Regions from separate parts of the Mus musculus genome. Here all the other regions are linked to region 1. Evidence: chromatin contacts called from public ChIA-PET, HiCAR-type and HiChIP or PLAC-seq data. All regions are on one chromosome and are shown on one strand. Each heading gives the region's core, a stretch centred on a gene start, on an enhancer-like site or on the middle of the called end of the contact. The rest is flanking DNA. Distances are from core to core; before and after follow the strand shown. Region 1 overlaps Gm33104 (predicted gene, 33104). Region 2 has its middle 19 kb from the start of Tnfaip3. Region 3 overlaps Gm51814 (predicted gene, 51814). Region 4 has its middle 17 kb from the start of Gm51814.

Region 1 (7,333 bases), core at 1,489-3,988:
AAAGTCAGCAACAGGTAAATCTAGTTTTAGGTTCAGAAACTGATATGACTTTGAAGTTTCAGAAATAGTAAAAAACTTTAACCCAGGACTTTTGATTCCATATAGAGTTATCAGGCATTCTACTATAAACAGAATTTTCTTTGCCATAAATGGTTATGATTGGGAAGAAAGAAAGAGAGAGAGAGAGAGAGAGAGAGAGAGAGAGAGAGAGAGAGAGAGAGAGAGAGAGGAAGAAAGAGAGAGAGAGAGGAAGGAAGGAAGGAAGAAAGGAGAGAGAGAGAAAGAGAGAGAGAGGAAGGAAGGAAGGAAGGAAGGAAGAAAGAGAGAGGGAGAGAGAAAGAGAGAGAGAGAGAGGAAGGAAGGAAGGAAGGAAGGAAGGAAGAGAGAGGGAGAGAGAAAGAGAGAGAGAGAGAAGAGGGAGAGAGGGAAGGAAAAAGAAAGGAACTTCACGGTCTAGGTAGACAGCTAACTGAGGCACCCCCAGCTCTCCTGAGCCCCTCTTCCCCTGAGATTCAGTCTGAGCTCACAGCCCTGCCCTACTCTTCAACAACAGCTCCTCCCCACCCTCATTGCATTTCCTCCTTTTGTAGTTTCTGGCAGTCATTGGGCAGGAGAAAGCCCCCAACATGAAAGATCCCTAAGGACTGGTGTCTTTCCTTTTGACTCACTGATGAGCTCCAGTATTCCCTGGGAACAAATGTAAACGTCATCTAGACATTTCCACCCATTGCTCTTTCAGCAGCTGAATTTTTTTATTTAAATCAGCTCATCTGGGTCCTGAGTAGCCTGGCTGTCTTAACACTGCCCTAACCAACGTCCACAGAGTTCATGTGCATGAGAGGCACCACATAGACATTTTCAGTTCCGTTCTCAGAGTTCCATCTAGACAAGCCTTCTTTATAAACATGTGCAGTAAAAGCCCCAGATCCTGGGGTCTCAATGAGGGTAGGTTCAGCTGTATGTTCTAATGGCCAAAGAAAGCAGTAGGAAGGCAGGAAGGAGCTTAATTCTACAGGGCTGTATCAGCAAGAGGAGGGTGACTGCATAACTTACTATCTGTCTTCAAGGAGCTGACAAGGACTTTGAGGTTTTACACAAAGAACAAAGACAAAGAGGGGGTTGAGGAGCCGATAGAGCAGAGCCTTGGTCTGGCCACTGGGTTGATTGCTATCTCAGGTCTGGTTCTTCGAGGTTCAACTAGCTCAGGGGAAATCGTTAGCATGTTGGCTGCCATGCAACGAAGAACAGTTTCACCTTAGGGTGACCTAGTGCCCAGCTCTCCATTCCTAGAAATGACTCCCAACTCATCAGGAAAGCAGCACCTCAGAGAGGCAAGGCAGAGTCAGACACAAAGTGGAACTCGGTCACTGTCTGGGCTTGCCTTCAATCGTAATTGTTTTTAAAAGTCCTCCAGAGGAGGAAAAGTAAATTTCAAAGATTCACAAGGAAAGAAACCACAGGGGTCACCATGATGGAGCAAAACTGAAACAGTCCTCTGAGTTTTTTTAATTCACTTAGAACTTTTACAGAGTGTCTGCTGAACACCAGTTCAAGTGCTGGTCTAGCTCAGATAGAATCCAGATACTCTATTTTACATTCATTCTCTCTCTCTCTCTCTCTCTCTCTCTCTCTCTCTCTCTCTCGGTGTGTGTGTGTGTGTGTGTGTGTGTGTGTGTGTGTGTGTGTGTAGATCACAGCTACCCAAAGATTTGAAGAATGAGAAGATTTTTTAACACCAGAAACACTTTTAATAAGAATCCCCCGTACTTCCAAAAAGTAGTTCTTTGGATATTCATGGTGCTTTCTATCTCATTCCTTGTCCCTCTCCTCTCTCTTTTAAAGTATGCAATTTATTGGTTTTAAGCAAGGACACTCAGACAGATGACACCCTAAAATATGTTTTTGACTTCAACCTACTAAGTGTTAGAGGAGCTACAAATGCAAGGATCACCTTCCCCAGGAGTTCTCTCTTCTACCCAAATAGCAGATCTGTCAAGGAAGAAGCTATCTTTGGTCCTCTTATTGAAGCCTTATTAACCAAGCAAGATGAAATCTAAACCATATGAGAGAATGAAAATTAAACAGCATCTCCAGGGCCCAGAGACGGGAGCAAACTCTCCCTTCTGTAACTTGCTTTTTGGTCATGGTATTTCATCATGGCAACAACAACAAAAATTATCTAATATAAATCAATGAACTGATCAGATGATAAACAGATGATTGATAGATAGATAGATAGATAGATAGATAGATAGATAGATAGATGATAGATAGATAGATGATAGATAGATATATAGATAGATAGATGATAGATAGATGATAGATAGATAGATAGATAGATAGATAGATAGATAGATAGATAGATAGATAGATAGATCGACAGATAGATAGATAGATAGGAAAGATACCCACAGTCTGGGCCCTGTAGAGAGGCTCATATATTTCTTACTTAAGTACATGACAGAACATCAGTGAAGTTGGAAAGTATCTTATAATGAATTGAAACCTCCGGCAAACTTCAAAAGTTAAAATGAAACCTGTTTTTCTCTTTCCAACTCCCAGGCAACTTGCTCCCTAATGTGGGACTATCTGCTCCTCGCCGGCCTGCTATTGTGTGTCACTTAACAAGCGTCCAGGCTTGTCACCATGCCTCACATTGACATCTGTCAGCACCCTCAGTCCCTTACATCATTCATAACCAACAGACGTCCTTGTGGTTTCACACTGACCCAGCCCAATTCTTAGTAAAACCGCTTCCAGTTGACACTGGTGCTGAATGGTAAGAAGTCAGAACAGAACACAAACAAACCAACATCAAGGTGTAATTGATGCTCTCACTAGCTGATGAGGAGAAAAATCTTGATATAGCATTCTCATTGTAGGATTTCCAAAACTCTGTTGAAAATAGTCATGATTTCTTCCTGGAAAGGAATAGAAAGGCTCTAGATGTCTTGTGGAGTCAGCATGATGTGACACTTACAGGTTCTACTTATTTGGAGACAGTAGAAATCAGAGAGAAGGAGAAAGGGAAAGAGGGAGAGAGGGAGGGAGGGAGAGAGGAGGAAGGAGGGAAGAGGAAGAGGAACAGAGAGAGGAGAGCCCATAAGCTTGCCAAATCTCAGCTTTCCTTCCCCTTTCCTCTGTGCCTGCCCAAACCAGCTTTAGCCTGAATAACATTTGAGACCTGGCTTCTGGGAGCCCTGCCCTAAGCTGTTATGTAATTGCAGGGTGTCCTGGCTGGGAAGCAAGGGTGCTTCAGGCTTTCTGCTAACTCCAAAGTCCCATTTATTTCTGGTCCTGTTCTCCTCTCCAGGAAGAAACACACCAGGTCCTTTAGCTGTTAGAAACTCTGGAATCTCTCTGTGGATCTCTTCTCCCTTTGATGCTGAGCAGTTTGATCCTTCTCCTGACCTCTGAACTCCAACCCTTGGAAGAACTTGTCCCCCTTTCTAATCACCTTCTTCTGTACATCTTCAACATTTTCCTTCCAAACCATACATCCCTGTGAGGAGTGGGTGTGGCAGCAGTCTCAAGATGGCACCCGGGACTGCAGCCAAGTCTTATGACTTGCACCTGACTTCCTCATACACCTGAAAATAAGCCACGACCATCGCGAGAACTGCGCAGGTGCACCATGATGCAAGATCGGACCATATGACGAGTGATGATTCTGGTCAATGAACTGTTGTTACGTGGACTGGGCTGATGGGGTGTGGTTGAGAGGATATATAAGGGATTGCGATTGGGGGTGGGTTGTTGTTTTTTCCTGGAGAGATTGATTTCTGGAGAGAGATTCATGCATGATGTTGAAAGGTTCCTGAATAAACTGCTTTGAGAAGTACGTAGTGTCGCTCTTTTCTGCTGGTTGGAATAGGAGGCGACACATCCCATATAATTAAAGGCCTTAGAGTGTGGGAGTCTCTTTTCACATTTAAAGAAACACTGTTTATTTGAGACAGGGTCTGCTGTAGCTATGGCTGGCCACAAACGTACTACAGGGACAAAGACGACCTTGGACTTCTGATCCCCCTGCCCTCACCTCCTAGATTCTGAAGGTAAATCCAGGATTGCAGGCACGCATGCTCTGTCGAGCCCGTTTTATATACTGCTGAGGATCAACCCAAGGCTTTGTGGGTGCCCCATGCCAAGAACCCCCTTCTAGTGATCCAACTGTGGCAAATAGTGCTTAGCAAAGTGTGCTTATCCTTTCTTGTTACCAGTTCTGCTTCAAAGCATCACAAACTCTTATTTGTCCACCAGTGTAGCAACAGAAGAGCCGATGCTGAGAACAGGAGGCACTGAGGGGCAGCGAGGGGGCAGGGTCTCCTTGGGGAGCTTGTAGAAGGCCATGCATGCTATCAGGAAAGCATTGCTTTGCTTCCAGTGAGATGTAAAAGCACTGAGTGCTTTGTAGCAGATACATGACCAATCTGTTCTAGGTTTACCAGCGGCTGAGCTCTGATTTGCAGTTGACTCAGGCCAGGACAACAGCACAGCTCAAAGGAGATGCCAATAGACAGGGCAAATTGGCTAAATGGGATGGTGGGAGCCACCACACCTTAGAAACGGTGCAGTTCCTGGGTGGCTTCTAAGTCACCCTCTGGCCCTCCTGTTAACTCCTGACCTTTGTCCACTTTATCACATGATCATCCTGACTTCCATATTTGTAACAGCACACACCTCTCCTCTCAACTCCTGACCTGAACAAATCTCAGACCAGCAATGGCACTCTCTAAGTTCCTTGTCCAATGGCCAAACTTCCTACTTGGCCCAGAAGTTTCCACTGAGGAAGTCCTCACTCTTCTCTTCATTTGGTTCACTTCCTCCCCCACCTCATCCCCATCCAGCAGCCATGTCTCACATCAATCAATGGACCAAGCATCCCTAACTGCCTCCCTGTCTCACCCTCTTTCCCCTTTGACCTCAGCATTCCTCAATGTGGCCAAGTCAACCAGTCTTCCTCTCGCTCCTTCCCTGCCAAGTGCTTCAAGCCCTTTGGGACCAGTTTGAAGCTGTTGCATGGTAACAGTGCAGCCTCTGGCCTCACTCGCCTGTGCCTTCTCTGGCTATTTCTGTCGCTCACATCCTCTTCCTGGGATGCATGGCTGCTCACTGTGACTCTAGTCTTGTTCTTTCTATATTCCTCATTGTGCTTCCTCTTGGTAAGGGGCACTGCCCCAACAATAATAAGACCCCGTTCATTGGACGGGTGTGATAGGACATGCCTGTAATCCCCACACTAGGGAAACAGAGGTAGGAGAATCACAAGTTCAAAGTCAGCTAAATAAGTCATGGCCAAGCCAGGCTATATGAGGAGATTTAGTAATCAGCAGTTGTAACTATTCTGTAGCTTCCTAAGGATATGTTTAAAATAGAATGCTCAAAAAAACAAAAAACAAAAAACAGTGCTGGCATAAGGGTAGTCTGACTGGGTACCCGACTTTCTTTCAGTTCTTTCTTAGGGTCGCCAACGCCAACTAAGAAGTCAAGTCTCCCATCCCAAAACATCGTTCCCCATTTACAGGAAGCTGAACATTGAAAGAAACACTTCTGATAATGTGTCATCAGTGATATTATTAGTGATTTTAATAGTGATCTAATAAGGCTGCCTTTTGCTCCAGGGAGAGTAGATTCCACCTATAACTATCCACTTGTGGTATTTTAGGACAGCAACCTTGGAGAGAAAAAGGAAATTGCTTTCTTCTACCAAACAAACAAATAAACAAACCACAAAAAAAAAAAAAAAAAAAAAAAAAAAAAGACAACCTAAACTAGTCACTGTCCCTTACGTGGCTTAAAGGTGCTGCCATTCCTGGGGCTGTGTGAAGAAGGTAATAGAACAACCTGTGTTTGGATTGATGCTTCAGGTGCTCAGGTCCTGGGGAGTCCCTGAGACGATCTCTCTGGATGGGGAAAGAGGACGGACATCTTTGATAGGGCAGATGAGAGCCGTTCAGCCTGTGGGTGAATGGGTTTGCAGATTGCATGAATCAAAGAAGACCTGAGCTTTTTCTCAGGGCAGCTTGGGGCAGAGCATCAGGCCTTGGGGTTCCTGTGACAAGAAGCAAACAAGTGTGGTCCACATAATAAAAAACAAAACAAAACAAAACAAAGAAACAGCCACTCTCCCCCAGTTGCAAAATTACAGATACAAAGTAGCAACAAAAATAATTTTATGATGGGGGGGTCACCACATGGGGAACTGTATCAAAGGGTCGTGGTGCTGGAAGATTACAAACCACTGTCCCACTGATTATAGACTCTCTTCAAACTGCCAGTTTTCCATTTTTGAACATACTTGACTTAACAGTAATTGCTATTTTAGTGATTTAAAGATCTCGGCACACAGAGCTTTTCAAATATCCCAGTGTTATAAAGCTGGATAGAGGTACCCGAGAGGCCAGACCCTGCTCCACACAGAAAGCCGGCTTGTTCTAAACAAGCCCAAGGAAGTCAAAACAAACTTTCCACTGTTCTAGCTGCTGGCTTTCTCGATGTTGAGAAGCAAAGGGCTGTAAGGTGCAGAGAACAGGGAAGGCCAAATACAAAGGTTTTATCCTCATGTCGGCATGCAAACACGCAGATTTTATGAGAGGTAGTGTTTACCAAAAGGTAGGATTTATAGCTCCATGTAATTTACAGCATTTAAGTGTAATGTTATAGTGCGAATAAATTTTTCCCTTCCCTTGTGATGGGCTCATGAATAAACCTGAAAAGGACGCTAAGCTAGAGCTAGAGCTGGGAGGAGGAGGAGGCAGAGAGTGAACTATCGTGTGCTTGCCTTCCCTAGACACCGTCCCCTGTCCATGGGATCAGCTCACTGCTCTGCATGAAGATGAAAACACAGTTGTGTGTGACACAGCGCTGAACAATTCCCATCCGAGGCAACGGACCAGGAATGCTGCTCGGCCCATCGTGTGACAAAAATGTATGAAATTACATTAGCAGAAAAACAAGATTTCTGTGTCTTATCACAAAAAGGCCTTTCACCTCCTGGACTCTAACTGAACAACAGTTACCCTCTTTATTTCTACCTGAAACTGCCTTTTGTAAGCCATAGTTAAGGGCAGAATCTTTATAACACCGTGATGATGGAACATCGTGAGCGCCTCAGCACCTGTTCATTAGCAGGATACTGGGGGTTGCATTTGTTTGTTTTCAGGGCTTAATTTGACTACACTTCATTTGCATGCTCTGAATGCATTTTAAATCTAAACAAGAATTCCATTTAGTGGATTTCTAAAACGTGTTCTATGGGGCAGGGGGGCTACAATCCGTGTAAAACAAGCACCACCATTTAAGACTCGGTGGCTGAAAGGGAAACCTACCTCAG
Region 2 (7,078 bases), core at 2,648-5,147, 510 kb before region 1:
ATTCTTTGTGTCAAGAAATTCCTCTTCCCTCTAGGAAACATGTCCTGGCATTTTAGTTTTTATTGTTGCCATTGTAAAAATGACCAACCATTTTAAATATCTATTTGTTAAATACTATTATTAGGTATTAGTGTCTACCAGCAGCAGTTTTACCTCCCGGCCTGTTTTGGTTATGGGAAAGCTGGATGTCTTAGACTCAGATAACATCAGCCTCCTGATTGAAACACTTCTCCATATTGACTACATAAACATCAAACTGCAATCATGAGACAGAAAACACCATAAACAACTAGTAACTATCCAATGAAGACTTCTTGTCACTTCAGAGTACTGACTTTGAAAATATTAAGCTTACTGACATCTTCAGATCTTCAAGGAAGGCTCACCTCACCTCCAGCTAGCCAGGTTATATTTGAGTGCTCTGTGCTTATGTGTAAGAAAATCTAAAGTTCAAACTGATTGAAGTTTATATTCAAAAGACGGTCATGAGAAATGTGAAGTGTTAGTATTTCTTGTGTTCTGACTCACTCCCCTGGAAAAAATTATAAAACTGGAGTTTACAGAGCAATGTTGTATATATTTGTGAAACTAATATTCAACTACATGCTAATTAGTTTCACCGCCATTGACTGGTTGGAACGAGGAGGTGTGGAACATCCAAGACCTGAAGGTTTTTGAGGGGCAAGCCCTCTAGTGAGATCCGTCTCCCTCAAACCTGAGCAAAATTTCAATGAATCAGTGGAAAATATTTAAAATGAGAGCTGTTTTGAAGCAGCAGTCGGTGGGGTGGACAATGAAAGAGTTTTATTTTAATTTCTTTGTTATCTCAGAACAAAAAATCCTTTGCTTTGTTTTGAGGATTATTTACTTCTTTGCTTTTGAGACAATATTTTAGCTACCCCAGGCTGTCCTTGAGCTCCTGGTGATCTTGAATTTCTCATCACTGGCCTTCATCCCCAAAGTGTTGGGATTACAGGCAAGCACCGCCAGACCCAGTTCATATGGTGGTGAGGGTTGAACCCTGGACTCTGCTGTGCTGGGCAAAAACTCCATTACCTAAATTCTACCCTCTCTCAAGTGTCTTAGCATCAAGAAACTCTGCTTGTGGTTGCTGCACTTTCTTAAGACACACACGTGCTCCTTCCTGATTCCTGCATAGGCTGACAGTAGCCAATTGTACTTCTTAGTATAAAAAACTAACAGTGTTGGTGAGATGGCTTATCAAGTGAAGACCATTGCCACCAAGCCCGATGGCTAGAGTGTAATCACCAGAATTCACATGATGGAAAAAGATAAAAATACAAGGTTGCCCACTGATCTCCACATAAACACCAGTGGCGTGTGAGTGGGTTTCCCTTTACTGACAGGATAAGTTGTATATACACATGCACAAACACATAGTCTCACACACACACATACACACATAAACACACACAAAGCCTCACAGTCACACAGACACACACAGACACATACACACACATCATATATGTTCATACCATTGATTCGGTTCTCTAGAGAACCCCCTGCCTCATACACACACAGACTTGCCTGGAACTCATAACTTCCTACCTCAGTCTCTTGTGTAATGCAGTTACGGATGTGTATGCCACCATGCCAAGTTCAGAGGACTTTGCACAGTGCCAACATGGGCATTCTCATCCTTGGCTTGGGATGGCACTTGTAGACTTCAGATATTTTCCTTTCACAATCCAGTGAATCTAACATGCACCCAGGGTTTGGACTCACTAGTTCTCATGGAAGCAAGTAAAGTTTGTTGTATACAGTGGCAGGGCACACCTGAGAGATTTATATATTAAAGCTATTCTCTTCTTATTATTAACTAAACTCGTGAGTTAAAGTTAGTAGTTTGGGAAAGCTTTAGCATTTGTTAGAATGAATCCCATGACATACCAAGTTTTAAATACTTTTACATTTGATGATAATTGATTGAAAATCTGGAAAGTTCCTGGAAGGCCCTTGGTCCTTAGTCTAGGCTGGAAGTCTGGAGATACTGGTTCTGGTATCAGTGAGGGCATGAACAGCATCAGCAACAGAGTAAATTAAGATGGAAGGCCAAGGGGGCCAAAGGCCAGACATCTTCCTTCTGCCACACCCTTTTACCGGGATTGCTCCCAGGTGCCACCCAAGTGGGAGTGGGGAGGGGGGAGCATCCAACATCAATTAAGGCAACCAATCAGGATAATTCTTCAGTTGAAGATTCTCACTGAGGTGATTCTAATTTGTAGCAAGTCGATAGTAAAATTAATCATAAAAAGTGTGTTGTGTGTATGTGTGTGTGTGTGTACTTACAGTTGTATGGAGGTCAGAGGACACACAGTACAATCAGTTCTCTCCTTTTTCCTTTAGGTGGTTACAGAGGATCTACCTCAGGTCACCAGGTTTGTGAGAGAAGTGCCTTCACCCACGGAACCTTTTTTCTGCCTCCCTAATATGTTCTCTAAAATATTTATTAGACAAGAAATCAGAAGTGCAGAGGCGTGAGACAAGTTGCTCAAGGCTGAGTAACTGCAGGTAACAGGTCCAGGAAGACAAAGGTTTCTGTTAGAAAACATCAGGCTCTTCCTGGGATGTTTGGAGTTCCTGTCTTCTATGACGTCAACTAGTCTAGAAAATGTAAAGGAACCTTGATTTTCTCCATCAGAGGGGTTCAAAGCTGGAAACAATTTGTTTGGGTAATATTTTTTTAAAGGTTTAGTTCAGTGTGTGTGTGTGTGTGTGTGTGTTTTCAAGTGTCACTGGAGGCCAGAATAGGGCCCTGGAGCTGAACTTCAGGCAGTCAAGAGTCACCAATATGGGTGCTGGGAACTAAAACTGAGTTTGCAAGGACTCTCAACTGTCAAGCCGTCTCCTCAGCCTCTGCTTGGTTAATATTTAAGGAAACTGAAAAAAGAAAAAAACTGGTTTCCAGGTAGTAAAACATTGGCCTAACATATGGGAGGCCCAACCCTCAAGACCAGGAAAAACAAATCTGGTTTCCAACTTTAAGCACGTGTACAACAACGGGGCTTTTAGGTGAAACTCTGTACCCGCGTGAAGGAACAGAGTGGCTTGCCTGAGTAGAGCCACTCACAGTTACTCACATGACAGTGACTGCTCACATGACAGTGACCCACTGTTGATGCTGAGGAACAGAGAGTAGCACTGCCAGCTTGCATATCAATCACAAACCCAATATAATTTATCTCACGCGTTTAAGATCAAAATGTAAATGTAAAGATGTCTCATTTTTCTTCTTACACCACTTAGTGTGTATACCCCTGAGCTTTAGGCCTATGCGTGAGGCCAGCATTTAGTAGTCTTAGCTTAAGGAAACTATGAGCAGGTAAAGTTATAATAAGTAAGGGAGGGCTGACAAAGAGGAAAAAGAAAGTAAGAAGACAGAAAAACACTCAAGCTCAGGCTAAAGTCCAGGACAGAGGGCAGGGAAGGGTTTGAGATCCGTTCCACAAGTGTTGAATGTGGGAGTAGAGGGAAATATAGAAGTGACTAGGAGAGGGTCGTACCCCCTCAAGCATGGAAAAAGTCAGACATTGAATATTGTGAGCCCCATTTGGGCAGCATGTTACCCTGTGTCGTGTAAAGATGGCATTCAGCCGCAGTAGGAGTGAACTTCTGGGAACTAAAGAAACAATACCTCTTTCTACCCAAGTTTTGGGGCTGACGCCTTTTGGGGAAATATTTTCTTTACAGCTTTGATAAGGTCAGGGGTCCCCACTTTAAAATAAAAATAAATTTACCTATAACATGAAATGGTGACCCAAACAATCCCCAGAGGTTCACCCACTTCAGATGGAAGCCCTCCTCTAACCAAGTCCTTGGTGCCCTTCTAAACCCTCTCTGTGCCCCTGTCTGGATGCCATCCTCTGAGTCAGAGGTTAAGTATGTCACTTCCTACTTTAGAAATCCTTGTGAGTTATGGTCAGATGTTAGTGTTCATCATGCTGACTGAAGAATTGTAATTTATCATGCTGGGTGAGAAATAGGAGAAAGAATGGAGGAGAGAGTCCTTTGAGAGTTTATGATCTCCTGGGTAAATAGTCACACTGCACAGATAGGATGGGTTGCAACAGGATACCAACTACCATCACTGAGCCACAAATAGCAAGTATAGAAGAGAAGGCTCAAATTAACTGTGCCACAAGAAATCAAGTGTCCAGATCCAGAACGAGGGGTATTCTGTAGAATAACTGTCACAGGCTAGGCCTGGTGGCACATACTATAATCATAGCACTTGGAAGACAGGGTCAGGAAAACAGCCATGAGTTCAAGGCCAACTTTGTTATACCAATTTCCTAGTGCTACATAAGCAAGACCCTGTCTCAAAAACATAACACAAAACAAAGTCAGAGCCAACTCAAACCTCAAGCATCTCGCTAGTTCTAACAAATTGATAGTATGTAAAAGTAAAACGGAATATTAGAGAATAAAAAAGCATTAGGAAAAATAATCAGAAGTACTAAGGCTTTGTTTTGTGTAGTGGATAATTTGAAAATTAAAATCTAGCAATACATCTCATAATGGAATATCTTGATTAATGACCCAGGATGGTGGTACCATAAAATTATATCACATGTTAATGTGACAGCCACTTTTGTTTCTGTGTGAACACTCTGACAGTCACACAATGATGAGACCAATCAGTGACACAGTTCTTAGAATACATTTCTCAAAAACAAACAAACAAACAAACAAACAAACAAAAAACCCAAACAAAACCCAACCCATTATACCCAGACCTCCTACGGATTGTATCACAAGGAACTGTAAAGTGATTAAGCTAGAGATGGAAAGGTGGTTATATAGGAGCACATTTTTATGAATCTGAGATGGACACCAAAATGCCTGTGGTTGTGAAGTCATATAACTGGAGTCTGCCTTCAAGCAGTCCATCCAATAGTTTGAAGCATAAGAAACTAGTTTAACAAAATGTTGCTACATGGGAGTTCATTGAATTTTTATAAGTTCTCATAAGCTAAAAGTATTTTTAGGATAATTTTCTCAAAGTCATGGTTCTAAAATCTGGGCAATGGTCAGGATTACTTTAGGAACTCAGGCAGTGGTCCTGGCTCAGTTTCCCATGGATGATACATTTGGAGAGGGTGGGAGCAGAGGCCACACTCCATGGTTCCTCCCTAAGTAGGCTAAAGAAATGAAAAAAATGTCTTCAAGGCAAATCAAAAAATATACTACAATCTTACCCCAACTTTGTGTCTTGGAGCTGTCCATAAAGAAATTATCTGACTTACCTTGTTTGCTAATAGGTACTTTTCTCATTACTGTGTAGGGAAGGTGCTCATATTGAATTGGTTCTTGATTTGGTCAATAAAGGAGACTGGAGCCAAATAGGTGAAAGGGACAGGTATAACTTCTAGGTCCCAGGAGGAAAAGGAGATGCAGGGAAAGAGAAGGGACTTTGGAACAAGAAGCACACAGCTATCATGTAAGATCTAGGGGAAGCTAGAACCAGCGGCCTTTGCCAGCGGCCTTTGCCACCGGAGGACAGCCAAGGAGGTCAGCGGAGGCTGGGTGATACAGGCTAGCTCATAAGTTTAGGGCATGAGATTCTGTGCCCAGTAACTGACCATTGGGTCAGGCCGATGATGGTGGTTTAGTGATGCTAAGCCTGGAGGAACAAAAGAGAAGCCATAAGTGGGGCAGGCAGCAGGCAGCTGATCTCGGAGCTTAGCTGGGAAGGGCCAGAGCACGAGCAGCAGTCACAGGCAAAGGTGGGAGAGATGTCTTTAAAATTACACACAACATTACTGTGACCAAATATCTACCAACCAGCAACTTAAGGACTGAAGAGTTTATTTTGGCTTACAGTCTGGGGGACTACAGTCTACATGGCAGGGAAGTCACGGTGGTGGGAGCATGAGGCAACTGGTCACAATCTGCAGTTAGAAAGCAAAGGAGATGAATGCTGGTGCTTAGCTTCTCATTTTCTCCTTTTTATTCAGTTCAGGACCCTAGTCCACAGATGCTCCACCCACCTTTTACTTAACCCAACCTAGAAATCCCTCCCTCACAGACATGATGAGATATTTGCCTCCTAAATAATTCTAGATCCTATCAAGTTGAAAATCAGTGTGAAGCATCATATTCCCCTCTTAAATGATGTCCTGCTCCATGCCTGCAAGCGAGGAATGCTGATCTGAAGTAAAGACTGTAATGAATACAGAGGAACTTTCCACAACATCTGTTAATATTAGGTCAGATTCTTGTTGCTCTATCATAGGTCTTCATGATTGTCCTTGCTTTCATCATGCATATGCAGTGAAATTTCCATAAAAATCCAGAGGACGGGGTTCAAAATGCTTCCCTAAAGCTAGATGCACAGAAGTGCCTGAAAGCCCTCTACTAGGTACTGAACTAGATGTGGCCATTCATCTGCACCCACTGCAATATTCTTTACAATAAAAGAACAAATATGCTTCCCTGATATCTATGACCACTGAATAAATTTAGTCAAATCTGAGGAGAGTCTATGGGCCATTATTTCTGCTGGTCAGTTATAAAAATGGGTAAAAACCACCTGGGGCTTGAGATTGGCATGTGGTGCGGGGGCTGGGCTCTGCACATCAGTAATCTGACGCTGTCTTTAGATGCTGTCAGTACTGAGCTAAAGGAAGACACTGCAGAATTATGCTCTTGTTACCTGGTGGGGAGACAGTCCGACATTTTTGGACGATCACAGAATGCTGTGCTGTAAGAGGTAAGCAGAGGAAAATGTTACCTTTTCGCCACTGGGTGACTTGTTAACTCTCCAACTCCAGTGGTTATCACATCCAGTCTAACTCTTCCTGCCTAACACAGGAGTTTCACACCAGTCTTTCTCCCTGCTGACTTCTTTCTGTCACTCTTTCTTGTTTCAGTTCTCTACCTCCTAAGTGCCCCAGCAGGAGTCGCCAGAGAGCTTGAATGGCCCTTGGAGAGGTGGAGGGGGAGAGAGGCTTTCCCACATACCCCTGGTTTTTGTGTCATTGATATTAAACCCAAGGACTGCTGGAGTGCTACACACACTCCAGTGAAGTCTGCTTGACAGGCTAAGAGGCATGGA
Region 3 (7,510 bases), core at 4,266-6,765, 440 kb before region 1:
TCTAAGCCCAGCGCCTATATTTGCAGTACAGAGGATGCATCTCCTCTGTGAGAAGCCCCCTCTCCCAGATGGTCATCACTCCTGAAGCTCCCTTTGGTCTCCCGGAAAAGAAACTCCACTATTGGACCCAGTAGGGATTCTCTGCATTGCTAATAGGAAGCACCAGACCCTTCATATATAGGCCGGTTATAAACTCTAGCCTTCAAATATTGTTTCTTCTTCCTAAAAGGGTCTTCCATTCTGCTTTGCCTGAGCTGCGTCTGCTTGCCTGCACATGTTCTTCTTGATTAATGTGTGTCCTCAGCAGTGTGGTCCTATAGCAAAACTCAGAACATTGGTGATGGTTCGGTGCTTCTCTCCTGTGTTCTGCATGTTCCACAAGGGTAAGGAGCAAGTCCGCTTCTCTTTAGCCCTGATGTGGGACACATAAGAGAATCTCAGAAAATGTTGAAGTAGGTAATGGACATGCAAGGCACTTCCTTTTTCCTCTTTCCTTTCTTTTTCTTTTTTTTTTTTCCTTGTAAAAGAAGCATTGCTGAAATAAGTTTGTTTTATGCATGACTAATTGTTCCCATTTTGGAATTAAAAAAATATTTTCGGACATTTAGTTCTTGGAAGTAGAATTACTAGGTCAAACACTGTAAACATCTTGGATTCCCCTTGAATAAGAGCACATTGCTTTCCAGAAAGATTTGTACTCTCACTGACCAGTTAAGCATGAGGTTGCCTACACCCTTCTGTACCTATCAACACTGTTAGAAAAAGGTACTGAGAGGGTCAACTTGGGAAAAAAAAAATCCTTCCTGCTCAGCCAGCCTTGCCTTTTAAGTCCTGAGAGAGACAGTTACCACCCCCACCCTATTTATAGCTCCTCTCTTGTGTGTTGTTTAGTACTTTTTATCAGATCTAGTTTTTAAATTTTCTTTCTTCTTTTCTTCTCTCTTTTGGACATCCAGTCTTGCCAAGAAATATCACACCTGACTTTTAATAAATTTGTATAAGCTGATTATATTTTTAAAAGTTAGAATATTATGCTTTATTTTACCGACCTCCCCACTTAGATATTTGTATTTTAATTATCGGGTCTCTTTCATGTTCAGTATTTTGCTATTTTTTTGGGGGGGTCAAGCCCATGGTCATCTCCCTTAAGATTTCTCATACACATACACACACACACGTGTGTGTGTGTGTGTGTGTGTGTGTGTGTGTATGTATGTATGTATGAGAAAATATTTTTTAATTCCAAAATGGGAGTAATTAGTCATGCATAAAATAAACTTATTTCAGCAATGCTTCTTTTACAAGAAAAAAAAAAGAAAAAGAAAGGAAAGAGGAAAAAGGAAGTGCCTTGCATGTCCATTACCTACTTCAACATATATATATATATATACACACACACACACACACACACACACACACACACATATATATATATTCTTCTGTGAGTACATTTATCTACAGCTGTACTGTAGGTCTCAGCCACTGAGAATTGAATTTGATATTGACAGTAGGCAAAGATTATCTTTTGCCAAAGATTGTCTCAATATAATTTGTGGAATAGTCTTTTCTTTCTCAGTTATTTGAGATGTCTGTCTTTTTATATTAAAAATCACTATGCAGTGGGACTTGGTGGCTCATACCTGTAGTGCCAGCATGTAGGAGGCTGAGATAGAGCATCAATGTTAAGTTCAAGGCTAGTCTGGTCTACATAAAGAGTTGCAGGACAACAAGAGATATATAGCAAGACCCTTACAGATAAAAGAGCAGCAACAAGCTCAACTGATATCTGGTTAAAAGTGACAACTGAGATATACGGCTGTTTTCAAGTTTAGAAAAAGGAAACAGCACCAAAGACCAAAAGGGGAAATAAATGTCGCTCTTTAGCTGGGCTTGATGGCTCATGCCTGCATGGGAGGTTAAGGATTAAAAGTGAGGCCAGCTTGACGCACCCTTCTCACCTCCTTTCCCTGAGACCACTATTCAATGGCCTTTCTTAGGTAGAGGCATGAGAAGAGAGGGTACTTGGTTCTCCTGCCCATTTTGCCCACTCCTACTCCAAGGTCTCCGATTTAACAATTAAGCCTTACTGAGAGATGATGCTGTGGCATCTTGGGAAAACCTAAGATATGAATGTGGTAGAAACACAGTGAACTGGCATGGCAACTCAGCAGACCGGCTCAGTCTTGAATAGAGATGAGTTGTCCTGGCCTTATCAAGGCATAACTCATTCATCTGATACTGGACTCTTTATAAAAACGTGTGCACACCCAACCACTGAAAAATAAGTTCTGTGGCAAAAGATAGACTATCTCTAATCTTTCCTGGTTTGTCAGAGACCTGAGTTTCTATGGTGATTTTTTTTTCTTTTTCACAACATGATACAGTTATACAAAGCTGGGGGAATGCCAGTTTTAACTAAGAGTCAACAGACTGTTCCCTTATAGGCAGCCACTAGCCACACACTCAGCAAGGTGGCTAGGAGGAGGTATTTGCTGGTTGATCCTCTCTTTTCTTTCTGGTTTTCTGGCTTTTGAGTCAGTTATGCATTTTCATAAGTCTTGCAAGTTGGTCCCTGGAAAACTTGGGATCACAGAACTTAACATTCCTTAGATGTTGTCAATTTTCCTTGGTCATATTTTCCATAAATCAATTTTGGGAACAAAATAATAAGTGATTGTTTTTTATATTTTAAGGTACAAACAATGAGAATACAAAAGTTTTCTTACTTTACTAAGTCATACTCTCTAAGTGTTACTGCATTTAAATAGAAGCTTTGTGTTGTGAGGTGTTTGTTTGTTGATTTGTTTGGTTTTTGTTATATTTTGTTTCTAGTCTTGTTTTGGTTTTGAGATAGGGTCTCAAGCTATAACACTGGCTAGTCTAGAACTGGCCATATAGACCAATTTGGTTTAAAGTGCAGAGATAAACTTGCCCCTGCCTGCTAAGTGCTGGGATTAAAAGTGTACATGCACCATCATGCCTGTGGTATTTGGGCTTTTGAGATAATGCTATGTGAACCCAGGCTGGTCTTAAAATTGCTATAACCTTGAACTTCTTATTCTCTTGCCTCCTTAACCCTGGGGTTACATGTGTGCAGAGCCACACCTGGTTACATGTGTGCAGAACCACACCTGGCCTTAAATGGGGCTGTTTTAAGACTATTTCCACAACCTTCCCCAAAAATGAGGATCAGTGATATTCATTTACTTAGGGTTATACGTATGTATGTATGTACATATGAGTGTGTGTGTGTGTGTGTGTGTGTGTGTGTACATTTGTGTCCCAGGATGGCCTCAAATCTAGTCATCTTCCTGCCTTGGCTCAAAAGTGCAGGAATTCATAAGTAAGATCTAAGGCTGGATATATGTTTTAGAATAATTCAGTTCAACCTTCACTTGAAACTCAAAAACTCTCTCCCACCTAAATTGTACATAAGTCTAATTAATATTCATTTTGTTGACTTTAAAAACTCCGTTAAAATTTCTGCCCCTGAATATGTGTTAGGAAGTAGGCTACAAATATTGCAAATGTTTCACATCTAAGCCTTAATAGATAAGTAGCCGAGACACCTCTGACTCATCCTAGCCGAAATAAAGGAGGGCTTTCTCTAGCTCCTCCCTCCTCCCCCATCTCCATCTCCCTAGCTTTTCTTTGCTGTTCCTCTCCTTCCCAAAATAGTCATCATCTTTCAAGATGCTTCTGCCAAGTTCTTCATGATTATCACCTTTGTCCTGTTTCCTTCTCTATGAAAGCAGGGTTTCTTGTCCACTGAATTTACTAATGTAGTCCAATATCTGTCCCCTAAGTAGGTACTTGGTCAGTATTACTGAACTCAGTTTAGTCATCTGATGGCCACATGAAGTGCATGGTTTTGGGGAGCTGAGTCCTTTGGTGAACTGATACCATCAAGGACCTGGTTCTTCAGCTCTAAACTTTGTGGTTTTTTTTGGTGTTGACTTACTCCTAAGTCATACTTCCTTTGCAGTTCCTAGCTGCCTCTTACTCTTTATCTTGTTAGTCAATATGGTAGAAGGGACATAGGGACTTTATCTTACATTCCAAACAAATAGCTTGAGACTAACTCCATTACAGCCACGATAGCATGAGGTACGTAATGTACTGATGGCTTACGATAACTGAGATACAATCACATGGAGCCCTGAACAGGAAAGAGAAACATAGAAAATACATGTTTACTTCACTCGTCGAGAACCAAGAGGAAGGTTGATGGTGATAAGCAACAAGAATCTCTTCCATTCTATCTTTATTTCAAGCAGTTAGGCACAAATATGGGTTATGCTCATTGGGCAAATATGAGATCTCCTAAGGATCAGAGAAGTCATCTCTTAAAAAGATTCAGGAAACCAACAGTATGCTGACCTCAAAGAAACTGGTGTCACTCTGCTTGTTCTGTTGGGGTGATTTTCTGGGGAGTTAAAAAACTAAGCAGCCATTCACTTCTTAGTTCTTTCTCTGTACAGAACACACCAGACATTGATACTTCTGTGTCTCTGGAGGCTTATTTCAAGTCCCAGAAACAAGCCCAGTGTCCTTAAGCTGTGGAATGGGGTGCCTCCCCTGCCCTTCCTCAGCCCTGTATTGCTCTTACTAACCTAGAAACAACCCCAATCGAATCCTCATTGGATTTGTAGCACAATGTCAGGGACAGCCTACATAAGAGGTAGGAGGTGATACTGTTTCCTAGGTTATACACTAAATAGCCAGAACACCAGCAAGTATCATTCCCTCTGCAGAACTGAGTGGGTAGCAACAGGAGTATAAAAATAAATTGTAAAAGACCTGTTCCCACTGCTCCTCAATCTTGTGCTTAGAGGCAACTACTATTAAAATGAGCCCGTTGGCTTCCAGTCACTCTTTCTATGTAAACACACGTGTACATGTTCTTGGTCTTTCTCACACACTTTGGAATTATTTTAAAGGACTATATTGTGAACATTATTCTCTGAGTCAAGGATTATCTTTCCTCCTTTTCCTGTCAGAGGCATATTGTACTTTAACACAGTATCTTTTTGCTGATAGAAGCCTCTTGGTTGTTGGGTGCTCTTACATGTATATCCATCTATATGTTTCAAAGTATATCTGAAAACTAAGTCCTACCATTTGTAATTGCTGGACCAAACTATATGCCTTGAAATTTTCAAACACTTGGTTCTGATTGCACTTCCACTCCTAAGGGTTGGTGTGAATATTTCCTAACTCTTTGGAGTTGAGTTAAAAAGACATGATTGTTAAATCTCCTTTTAGCATTCACAGATCCCAATTCTAAGATTCTCATCTCTTCTGCACGGTGGCTTCTTGAGGCTAATTTTTATTTTAGATTATTGAAATGAGCTCTCTATTTAGTAGTGAGTCAGAAAGAGAATGTCTGAAAATGAAAAGGAAAGTGCAACTGAAAACGATCACACACTTCCTGTAACTATCAAGAGGGGTAGTGGGTCATGCCAGTAATACCACTGCAATCCCAGTACTCAGAAGCGAGAGGTTCGGGATGGACTGATTTCACATCATAAAAAAAAGAGTGAAAGTGAAAGTTGGACTGAACAGGGTCAGTGAGCACAGGTGTTTGATCTGAAAGTGTAAGTTGCTATGGAGACACAGGAATTCTCTGTAATGAATGGGGGGGGTACATTAACCCCACCCGTAACCTTTGAATCAGTTTGTGTTATCAGCTGTTTGAGTCAGAGAAGAAAGATGGCTCAACCTGCCCAATCCTTAGCTGGAGATCCTACCAGGAAAATTCAGGGTGCTGCGGAAGTTTGTAGGTGAACAGCGTGGTGGGTTTCTCCCTTTGAGTGAAGGTTGAAGTCTAGTATTTACCTTGTTCGTAGTCTAGTTCTGGGAGCTAGTTCTCTGGAGTTATACCCAATGTATAAGAAATTGCTCTCACCTTGTTGTTTTGGGAAAGTCTTGCTAGATATTTCTGATTGGTCTGATAATATGTACCCCAAAGTTAAACTTGCAACAATCCTCCTGCCTCAGTGTTGAAGTTACTGGTTTATTTCATTTTGCCTAGGTTAGTTGGTTCTGATTTAATTGAAAGTTTCATGTGCATTTTCTTTTAAATTCAGCTGATGGTGTTGATATTTCTTTCTTTCTATGAATAGCTGATTCAGCCCTAAAGACACCACCGAATTCTATCAGAAATTCAGAAATGATTAAGATGTGGAGCCTTCCTAAGTGAAAGTCAGCAGACTATCTTAGAAAAGTTCATACAAGACAATTGCTGTAACTTCGCCTTAATAAAATGTTTGAACTTTTCTATTTAATTTAATGATATTTATGGAGCCTCACCCTCTGTTCCCAAAATATCTTAACTTTTATGAAATGAGAACTTGAAGAGGCTGTGTATGCCACAAAGTCTTGGGTAAGGAATATAAAAGTAGAAATGTTTTATTCAAACAGTATAGATAAAAACACTATAAACACACATCAAAATTTCTTCACTACAGAACTGGGTGTGGTGGTCATTTCTGAAATCTCAGCATTGGAAGACTGAGGTAGGCCTATCACTGAAATTTCATGGCCAGCCAGAGTGAGACTCTGTTGGAAAAAAAATGTTTTTTTCCTTCAAAATAAGACACTGAGAATAGCATCAGGGAAACTACGATGCTGTGCACATCCTTTCCTTTTGAGGTTGAAGGGTCTGAGCGAAAGTCCTGATTGCCACACTTCTTTCTCCAACATCAACTTGTAATATTGCCCAATTCAAACATATTACAATAAAGGAGTAATAATGCATCTTATTTTGTTACTATAAATTTTGCTGTTAATATAGTGATGTATTATATTTTATTATTATTATCTTCTAAAAGCCCATTCTTTTCTAAGGAGGGACAGAAAGGGAGTGGGTTCAGTGGGAGGGGAGGTGGGGAAGAGCTTGGAGGAGGAGAGTAAGGGGAAATCATAACCATGAGCTATTATGTGAGAAAAAAAATCTATTTTCAGTAAAAGAAAGAAGTAGAAAGTGAAGTTTTATCAGAAAAAGTACGTAATGCATCCATACAGCACAAAGTGACTCATTAGACGTATGTGATCTGGAATTCAAAAGGAGCTAGTGTGACGGCAAAGGTCAAAAGTTAAAACGGCCAAGCTTCGTCATGCTAGTTCATGCTTTATCGTTTGCTTTTCTCTTTCTTTTTAAAATCTATTTTTAATTTTATTTTTTCATTTATTTATTTATTCACATTATAGATCACAGAGTGCCCCTCATCTCCTCCCAGTCCCACCCTCCCACCCCTTTCTCTCCTTCCTTCTCCCCTTCTAGTCAGAGAAGAGGAGCCCCCACCCCGTGGGTACCAACCCACCATGCTACATCAAGTCCCATCAAGACTAAGTGCATTCTCTCCCACTGAGGCCAGACAAGGTAGTACAGCCAGAGAAAAGGGAGCCAAAGGCACTTTATGGCTAATATCCACTTATATGGTCTATATGAGTACATACCATATGTGTATTTCCACTTATATGGTCTATATGAGTACATACCATATGT
Region 4 (7,264 bases), core at 562-3,061, 460 kb before region 1:
TAAAGTGATAAGAAATATACTCCTTAGTGTCATTATATTTATCCAACTAAACATAGCCAGTGTTGTAGACGTGGCTTGGTGGTACAGTGCTTTTCTAACATGTGAGTGGCCCTGGGTGTGATTGAAGCAACACACACACATGCACACACACATATACACATACACACATACATGTGCAAACACGTGCACACACATGCACAAAGGTGCATGCGCACACACACATACACACAGACACACACATGCAATACACACACACACACACAGGTGTACACACACATACATACACACACACACACACATGCATACACATGTCATCTCTCTACAAACAACTTTTCTGTCTACTCATCATATGCTTCTCAACGTTCTTAGAGAATCTTTAAACATATGTACATTTTAGCATGATATATATTTAGTCACATGTCTATTACTCCACTTAACTATAATTTCCTTAAAGGTAAGGATTAAGGTTCTGTCTTTTATAAGTCCATGCGTACTACTAGTTCAACAACAGCACAGTGGTACAGGCAAAGCACTTGGCTAGTTATGGAAAGCATACAAATAAAACAATGTGTAAATTTCTTCACGTAGTAAGAAAGTAGTAACCTGGAGTAGTGAATTTACACACGCAGGGCTTTAGTTAGGATCATCAGTGTTTTTCCACAGACCCAGTGTTAGCTGCTTAGTCCCTGAGCAGCACCATTGATCACTGAGCCTCTGTGATGTGACGCGTAGTAGGAAGCCATAAGATCACTGAGGATATAGACCGTGCTCCCCTTTCTCTGCCTTTCCTTTCTGGATGGTGAAGGGAGTGGTTTTGCTCGGTTGTACACTCCAGCCACCACTTGATACTTCCACAGTCCCAAAGCAATAGTGAGAACTAAATGTGGCCAAAGCCACAAAAGCTGTGAGCCAGGACAACTTTTCTCTTTGTGAGTTAATTGCCTCAGGGGTGTCACTAGAGTGAGATCTGACTAATGCAGCCAGGCACCAACATACAGGAATGTCACCCATAATACATGAAAACTTCCACGTGGAAAACAACCTCTTTCAAGGCAGGCATATATCTTCTGAGTCTGTAGGACTGCGAACGTGAGATTTTTTATTTCCTTGGGTATATTCTCTGACTCCAGACATCAGGCATATTCCGTGACTCAAGATTTTGTTTGGTTTTGCTTTTTAGGTTTTCTTGATAAAATCACTTTCTCTTTCCAAAGTTCTAACAGTTCTGACAATGGACATAGCTTTTCACAGAAGCTTAAGCATTTTGACTACCTAGGGTGGCATGGACTAGTGTTCTGGCAGGCATTCAGACTACAAAATTCAGTGGTTTTGCCACCATACATGTATAATGTTATGTAAATGAGACTCCAAGAGGGAAAATGTAGAGAAGTGCAGGACAGGGCTTTGTAGCATGTAATTTTTGCTACCCTGCTTTAAGCTCTGGGTGGACTGTGTTATCAGCCCCACCCAGGTTCTCTTGGATCCTCGGATGAAACACACACACACACACACACACGCTTATTTTTCAACCTGCCTTATTGGCTCAGTTGCTGGGTGCTTCTAATCTCCCATGGCTAGATTGCCTTTTCCAATACTCTTAGCACCCTAAATCTGCCCTCAGCTTTAGTTCCTACCCCAGGCCCAGTTGGGGAAGTAGCTAATGGCCACTTCACCCTAGATCTCACATGGCTGATGGCCTTTTCTCCCTCTGAAGCATGGCAAAATCTCTCTTCCTCTCATTGCATATCTTTAGCTTCTACTGCAGGGGACATGGAAGTCCCGCCTCTTTCCTTCTGCCCAGCAATTGGCCCCTGGCATCTTTATTGATAGATCAAGAACCAATTGGGAAACAGGATTTTACCACCAAGAGCCACTCCCTACAGGACTTAAAGAGAAAATCACTGTGAGAGAACGACATCAATCAGACAAGCTGAGTAGTACACACTGGAACACAGTGAATCAATTAGGTCAGCCTCCTTGATGATACAAATTAGCAAGGCCTGTTTGTGAACAGTAGAGATTGTTAGAATTCTTTCAAATCAGAAAATTGAACTAACTCTTGTAATGCATGCGCTCTCTCTCTGTCTCTGTCTCTGTCTCTCTCGCTCTGTCTCTCTCTCTCTCTCTCTCTCTCTCTCTCTCTCTCTCTCTCTCTCTCTCTCTCTCTCTCTCTCTCTCTCTCTCTCTCTCTCTCTCTCTCTCTCGATAAGGTCTTTTACTGAACTCAGAGCTTACCAACTGGATAGACAGGTCAGGCAGCAAGAGACCTCCTGTCTCTACCAACCAGTTTTCAGATTACAACTGAGGTCCTCATGCTGGTATAACAAACATTTAACAGAGCAAACCATCTGACAAGGCAGATTTTTATTCTTATAAGTAGGCAAGTTTAGGAAATACTAAATGGGTTCATTTTAACTCCTGATATCAAATTTAGTCCTAAAAGTTTCACAAATCCCTCTACTTACAATCCCAGCTTCCCCATACTGATGCCCACAGAGTTTACTCTCTCTTTTTTCACCAATCCTTCTCTCTCAGGATCCCTCTTTTCCTCTACTTCCTTCCCCTCCCCCCCCCTCTTTTCTTTCCTCCTTTCAAATTCCTGCCCCCTCTTTGTCCAGAATTCGCTCAGTTCAGTGTTTTATGAGGAGTCCGGGGAGTCCTGCCCTGCAAGTGGAGGTAAAGGCAGCAGAAGCCACAGGTGCTGCAGGTCACTACTTGATGTCACTCATGAATTTACGAACATACAGAGGTGATTTCGGTATATTACCTAACTATATCACCAGGTGAGTTTGTTTGCTTTTTACATGCTGATCAAATAAAGTCGGATCATAAAGCCGAGCTGTTCAATTCCCTTCAGAAAGTCCCTAGTCCTTCCACTTGGGAATTTTGAATCTGAAAAGTTCGAGCATTTTCTATGTGATTTTCTTTCTAAAAATACAACTTGCGTGAAGCCTGGTACTATTTTCACTTTGTGCACTCAGCATGATAAGCAGCACCTGGGGAAGTGTTGCTTGTATCAACTCTAACCTTAGGCCTCTGTTGCTCTGAGCAGTACTCTTGGCATTTTCAGAGAGACTCCTTCCTGGTCCTGACCGTTCTGTTGCCTCTTAAGGTTTAAACATATGGGTTGAAGGTAAGTACATTGTATTATCTAGGTGCCAGGCACTCTATTTGTTGCATGATCAGCATATGGATTTGTGCCTCTACCTGAAATAGGTTGTTAAAAAATAAATATGCAACCACACATAACAGCTGATACTGAAGAAATATTTGGATGAGATGAAGACGTCACTCATCCCTGACCATCTCATACATGCTGAAGATAGAACAGAGTATTAAGAGGGACATGATACCCCATGCAGTACTTAAAATTCCTGTGACTATAGTATGGACTTGTCTGCTGAATAGTAGGATATCTGAAGGAAAAGACCTTGCTTTGACAGATCATTAATATTTCTTAGCACAAGGTGGCACACAATAAGTGTGTGTAAATGTTTATGAAACTTGACTCTAACTAAGACATGCCTCTGGTTAATTTTGAACCCCACACTAGAATAATCCATCCTTGTTGTAGTTGAAAAAAAATGTACTCTCTTCCACCATGTCCTATTAGGAAAAAGTGATAACAAGCACTTTGTTAAGTAGGTTTTCCAAAAAAACATTATGCAGTTCGTTTCTTGTAAAGCCTTTTGTCTGTCACCTGTGTGTCTTTTCCTAATATGGTCAGTAATGCATTTAACAGATTTGATTTGGCTTTACTCTTTGTTAATTCCTCTAGAATGTCCCATTTTCACTATCATAAGTTGCTCATTTCTTATTGGGAGCTGTGGTTCATTGAGATGGGGAGTTCCTTTATGGCTAGTAATACTTTGGAATCCCCAGGGATGGTCCATGACAAAGGAGATTAGAATTCTGAAGTGACACCCTTCAAACCACAACTAGTCGGTCTGTGGTCTGAGTCACACACATTCTTTGTCAGATCAGGTCAGCCTGTGCTAAAAGGGCAAAAGAGGAGGAAGAAATCCTAAAAGTACAGAGTGCCCGGCAGAACATCCTCTGGTCATGCTTTAGAGTTTTGAGCTCTAACCCTTGAAACTTTCTAATATTTAAAGTTACAAATACACCAGGAATTCCCCTTCACTACATTGAGTAGTTTAGTTGTGATGTACTTTGTTTATGTGCCTATTCTTCAAGTTGGTTCTGAATAGCTTTCTTGGACTTTTTTTTCTATTTTATTTTTGATTCCAAAGAGAATTTTTTCCAACATTCCTGCCTTCACATTAGCTGAGGTACTTTTTAAAAGGAGCCTACATGTCCAGTGTAACATCAAGAACTGAATTTGTTAGCAAAAGCATAAGCCATCAAATTAGCTTATGTTAGGGAGTGTCTGTGAGTGATAGGTCTGAATGGATTGGCTTCCAGAGCCAGGTATGAATGTTAACCATTGAAGAGGTTCTAAAGAAACCATGTCTCAGGTCTCAGAGATCAGCAAAAAGGGAGGGACTAGAAATTTCCTAGTTGATACCCATGAGAATAGCTGAGTAAGCCTGGTCTTTGCGGAGGACAGCCTTGCCTTTATTCCACGCCTATGTCTCAGTCCTGGCTGAGGGTCCTGTTGGCTAAGCCTGGTTGTTATGCTCACTTTAGCCCCTGTCACTTTTATAAACTTTGCTTTCATTTCACAAGACAAAGTCTTTGGAGCATAAGCAATACAATATCGTAGTGGAACTCAGTTTTCCTGAGGGTTGACGTGCCAACTCTGCAGCTTTTTGGACCTAGAACCTCCCTTCAAAGCCATTCTTAGCTCTGGAAAGTGGGTAAAGTGATACACCCAGCAGAGTTCTAGAGCAAAGCTGAAGACACATGAGATGTTGGTCCCCCGATACCCAAACTAATAAACAAATAAATAGAAGCCTGGTGCTGCTGTCTATGCCTATGGGAGACTAGATCAAGGAGATTGAAGGTTTGAGGCCAACCTAAAGTACACATCGGGATGCTGTCTCAAAAGTCCAACAGTTTCCATAGGTAGATGAGAAAATATAATACGAAGATCTCAGTGCTGGCATATAACGTGTGTGGTGTCTGAGGAAAGGGGGCCAGGAAGGCTCCCAAGGCTCGCACTGAAGACCTGCTACACACTAGATGCCACTCTGGGAAATTTTCTCTCAAAGCCCCAGCTTCCTTATTTGTAAAGTGGGCAGAATCTTCCATAACCCGTCTAAGCAGCTTAAAGAAAATGTGTGCATGTGTGAAAATACACTAAAAATGATGAGGTATTAAAATATGACTCATCTAACTACAAAGTTCTTGAGAGCTAACTCTTTTCTTTCAGGAAGAAAGAAAAAAATTTTTTTAAACCAGCACTTTATAATTTCCTTCTGTCAAAGGTAGTGGCCCTTTCACCACTTCTCCTAAATGACTCATACAGACCTTGTCACAAACTGTCCTGCAGCTTATTTTCCCTTCCTTTACTCCAATTCAATTCTAATTTCTGGAAGACACAATTTTAAATCTGTACATTCGTGCTTTCAGCTCATGGGAGGGGTTGTCAGGAAGCCATTTTGGGGGCACCAAACCACACCACACCATGCTGGTTTGAAGAGCCAGAGGCAAGTAGGACAGCAACTGTCTTCTCTGAAAGGAGAAAAGAAGAATGGGAATCTGGGAAAAGAGGAATTCTGGGATCACAAGAGTTGCTCAGGAAGCCAAAGAGATGAAAGCAGAGGGATGGAACCTTGAGGACGCATATATATATATATATATATATATATATATATATATATATATATATTTTATGGTGTATCTAATCTTTTAATTTTCTTTTTTTAAAAATATTTTTTATTATTACGTATTTTCCTCAATTACATTTAGAATGCTATCCCAAAAGTCCCTCATACCCCCCCCCCACTTCCCTACCCACCCATTCCCATTTTTTTGGCCCTGGCATTCCCCTGTACTGGGGCATATAAAGTTTGCGTGACCAATGGGCCTCTCTTTACAGTGATGGCCGACTAGGCCATCTTTTGATACATATGCAGCTAGAGTCAAGAGCTCCGGGGTACTGGTTAGTTCATAATGTTGTTGCACCTACAGGGTTGCAGATCTCTTTAGCTCCTTGGATACTTTCTCTAGCTCCTCCATTGGGGGCCCTGTGCTCCATCCAATAGCTGACTGTGAGCATCTACTTATGTGTTTGCTAGGCCCCAGCCTAGTCTCACAAGAGACAGCTATATCAGGGGAGGACGCATATATTAAAGTTCCACATACCGCTTTGTTTATGTCAGATAGACAAACCCATATATTTCCTTTTTGAAAAGTATTAGTGCTTATTACAGCTGACCAATAGTTGACACTAAGACAATTAGTGTTGGATCTTGTCAAATGCTTTTTCTGCATCTAACGAGATGATCATGTGGATTTTGTCTTTGAGTTTGTTTATATAATGGATTACATTGATGGATTTTCATATATTAAACCATCCCTGCATCCCTGGAATAAAACCTACTTGGTCAGGATGGATGATTGCTTTAATGTGTTCTTGGATTCGGTTAGCGAGAATTTTATTAAGGATTTTTGCATCGATATTCATAAGAGAAATTGGTCTGAAGTTCTCTATCTTTGTTGGATCTTTCTGTGGTTTAGGTATCAGAGATTGACTCTGAGATTTGTAAAAAAAAATTGTTATTTGTATTATATAATAATAGCAAATGCATGAGCACATGAACATAATCTCATGACACCAAAATGTCATGTATTTGCAACTCTGATATTTGTTATATTGAGAACACTGGGGAGTTGATGTCCTCATTATACCCAATGTAGAAATGAGAATACTGATATCTTAAACCATGCTTACAGGATGGGCAGTATTAAGGAAGGATTGAAAGAAAATCAAATAATCATCAGGGAAATGCAAATCAAAATGACTCTGAGATTCCATCTCACATCCATCAGAATGGCTAAGATCAAAAACTCAAGTGGCAGCAGATGCTGGCAAGGATTAGAGCAAGGGAACACTCCTCCACTGCTGGTGGGAGTGCAAACTTGTATAGCCACACTTGAAATCGATCCGGTGGTTTCTCAGAAATTTGAGAATAGTTCTACCTCAAGACTCAGCTATACCACTCTTGTGTACATACCCAAAAGATGTTCCACCATCCTACAAACTACTACACTTGCTCAACTATGTTCATAGCAGCTTTATTTGTAATAGCCAGAAACTGGAGACAACCTAGATGTCCCTCAATCTAAGAATGGATAAAGA

The links. ChIA-PET counts read pairs in DNA pulled down with a chosen protein or histone mark. HiCAR-type assays count read pairs that join an accessible place to other places. HiChIP or PLAC-seq counts read pairs in DNA pulled down with a chosen protein or histone mark.
Region 2: a contact with region 1 is called in a HiCAR-type map of Th17 cells, with 4 times the contacts expected there. The contact joins two enhancer-like sites. A contact is called at or near these places in 8 of 484 Hi-C or Micro-C datasets (B cells, CD8 T cells, the G1E-ER4 cell line and 4 more), 4 of 115 datasets of contacts at active chromatin or transcription factors (Th17 cells, large pre-B cells, memory CD8 T cells and 1 more) and 1 of 9 other capture datasets (adipose tissue).
Region 3: an H3K27ac HiChIP or PLAC-seq map of microglia shows a contact between it and region 1, with 5 times the contacts expected there. The contact joins two enhancer-like sites. A contact is called at or near these places in 6 of 484 Hi-C or Micro-C datasets (CD4 T cells, CD8 T cells, memory CD8 T cells and 2 more), 7 of 115 datasets of contacts at active chromatin or transcription factors (CD8 T cells, double positive thymocytes, effector CD8 T cells and 3 more) and 1 of 9 other capture datasets (macrophages).
Region 4: an RNA polymerase II ChIA-PET map of effector CD8 T cells shows a contact between it and region 1, with 8 read pairs. The contact joins two enhancer-like sites. A contact is called at or near these places in 1 of 484 Hi-C or Micro-C datasets (memory CD8 T cells) and 2 of 115 datasets of contacts at active chromatin or transcription factors (effector CD8 T cells and microglia).

The regions. Positions count from the first base shown.
Region 1 is chr10:19,503,478-19,510,810 of GRCm38.p6, forward strand. Gm33104 (predicted gene, 33104) reads left to right here. Exons shown (of 4, transcript NR_152784.1): 3 at 2,563-2,779; 4 at 3,314-3,841. Among named protein-coding and RNA genes, the nearest start is that of Gm33104, 20 kb to the left of the region's middle. Within about 2 kb of position 2,739, at least 81 of the 459 cell types and tissues checked have an H3K27ac peak or open chromatin away from gene starts, as enhancers often do. A contact at or near this core is called in CD8 T cells, Th17 cells, effector CD8 T cells and 2 more, where this site is marked.
Region 2 is chr10:18,992,639-18,999,716 of GRCm38.p6, forward strand. No RefSeq gene overlaps it. Among named protein-coding and RNA genes, the nearest start is that of Tnfaip3, 19 kb to the right of the region's middle. Within about 2 kb of position 3,898, at least 44 of the 459 cell types and tissues checked have an H3K27ac peak or open chromatin away from gene starts, as enhancers often do. A contact at or near this core is called in CD8 T cells and Th17 cells, where this site is marked.
Region 3 is chr10:19,063,081-19,070,590 of GRCm38.p6, forward strand. Gm51814 (predicted gene, 51814) reads left to right here. Exons shown (of 4, transcript NR_168594.1): 2 at 1-130; 3 at 230-383; 4 at 6,126-6,279. Among named protein-coding and RNA genes, the nearest start is that of Gm51814, 4.1 kb to the left of the region's middle. Within about 2 kb of position 5,516, at least 55 of the 459 cell types and tissues checked have an H3K27ac peak or open chromatin away from gene starts, as enhancers often do. A contact at or near this core is called in CD8 T cells, memory CD8 T cells and microglia, where this site is marked.
Region 4 is chr10:19,042,265-19,049,528 of GRCm38.p6, forward strand. No RefSeq gene overlaps it. Among named protein-coding and RNA genes, the nearest start is that of Gm51814, 17 kb to the right of the region's middle. Within about 2 kb of position 1,812, at least 133 of the 459 cell types and tissues checked have an H3K27ac peak or open chromatin away from gene starts, as enhancers often do. A contact at or near this core is called in effector CD8 T cells, memory CD8 T cells and microglia, where this site is marked.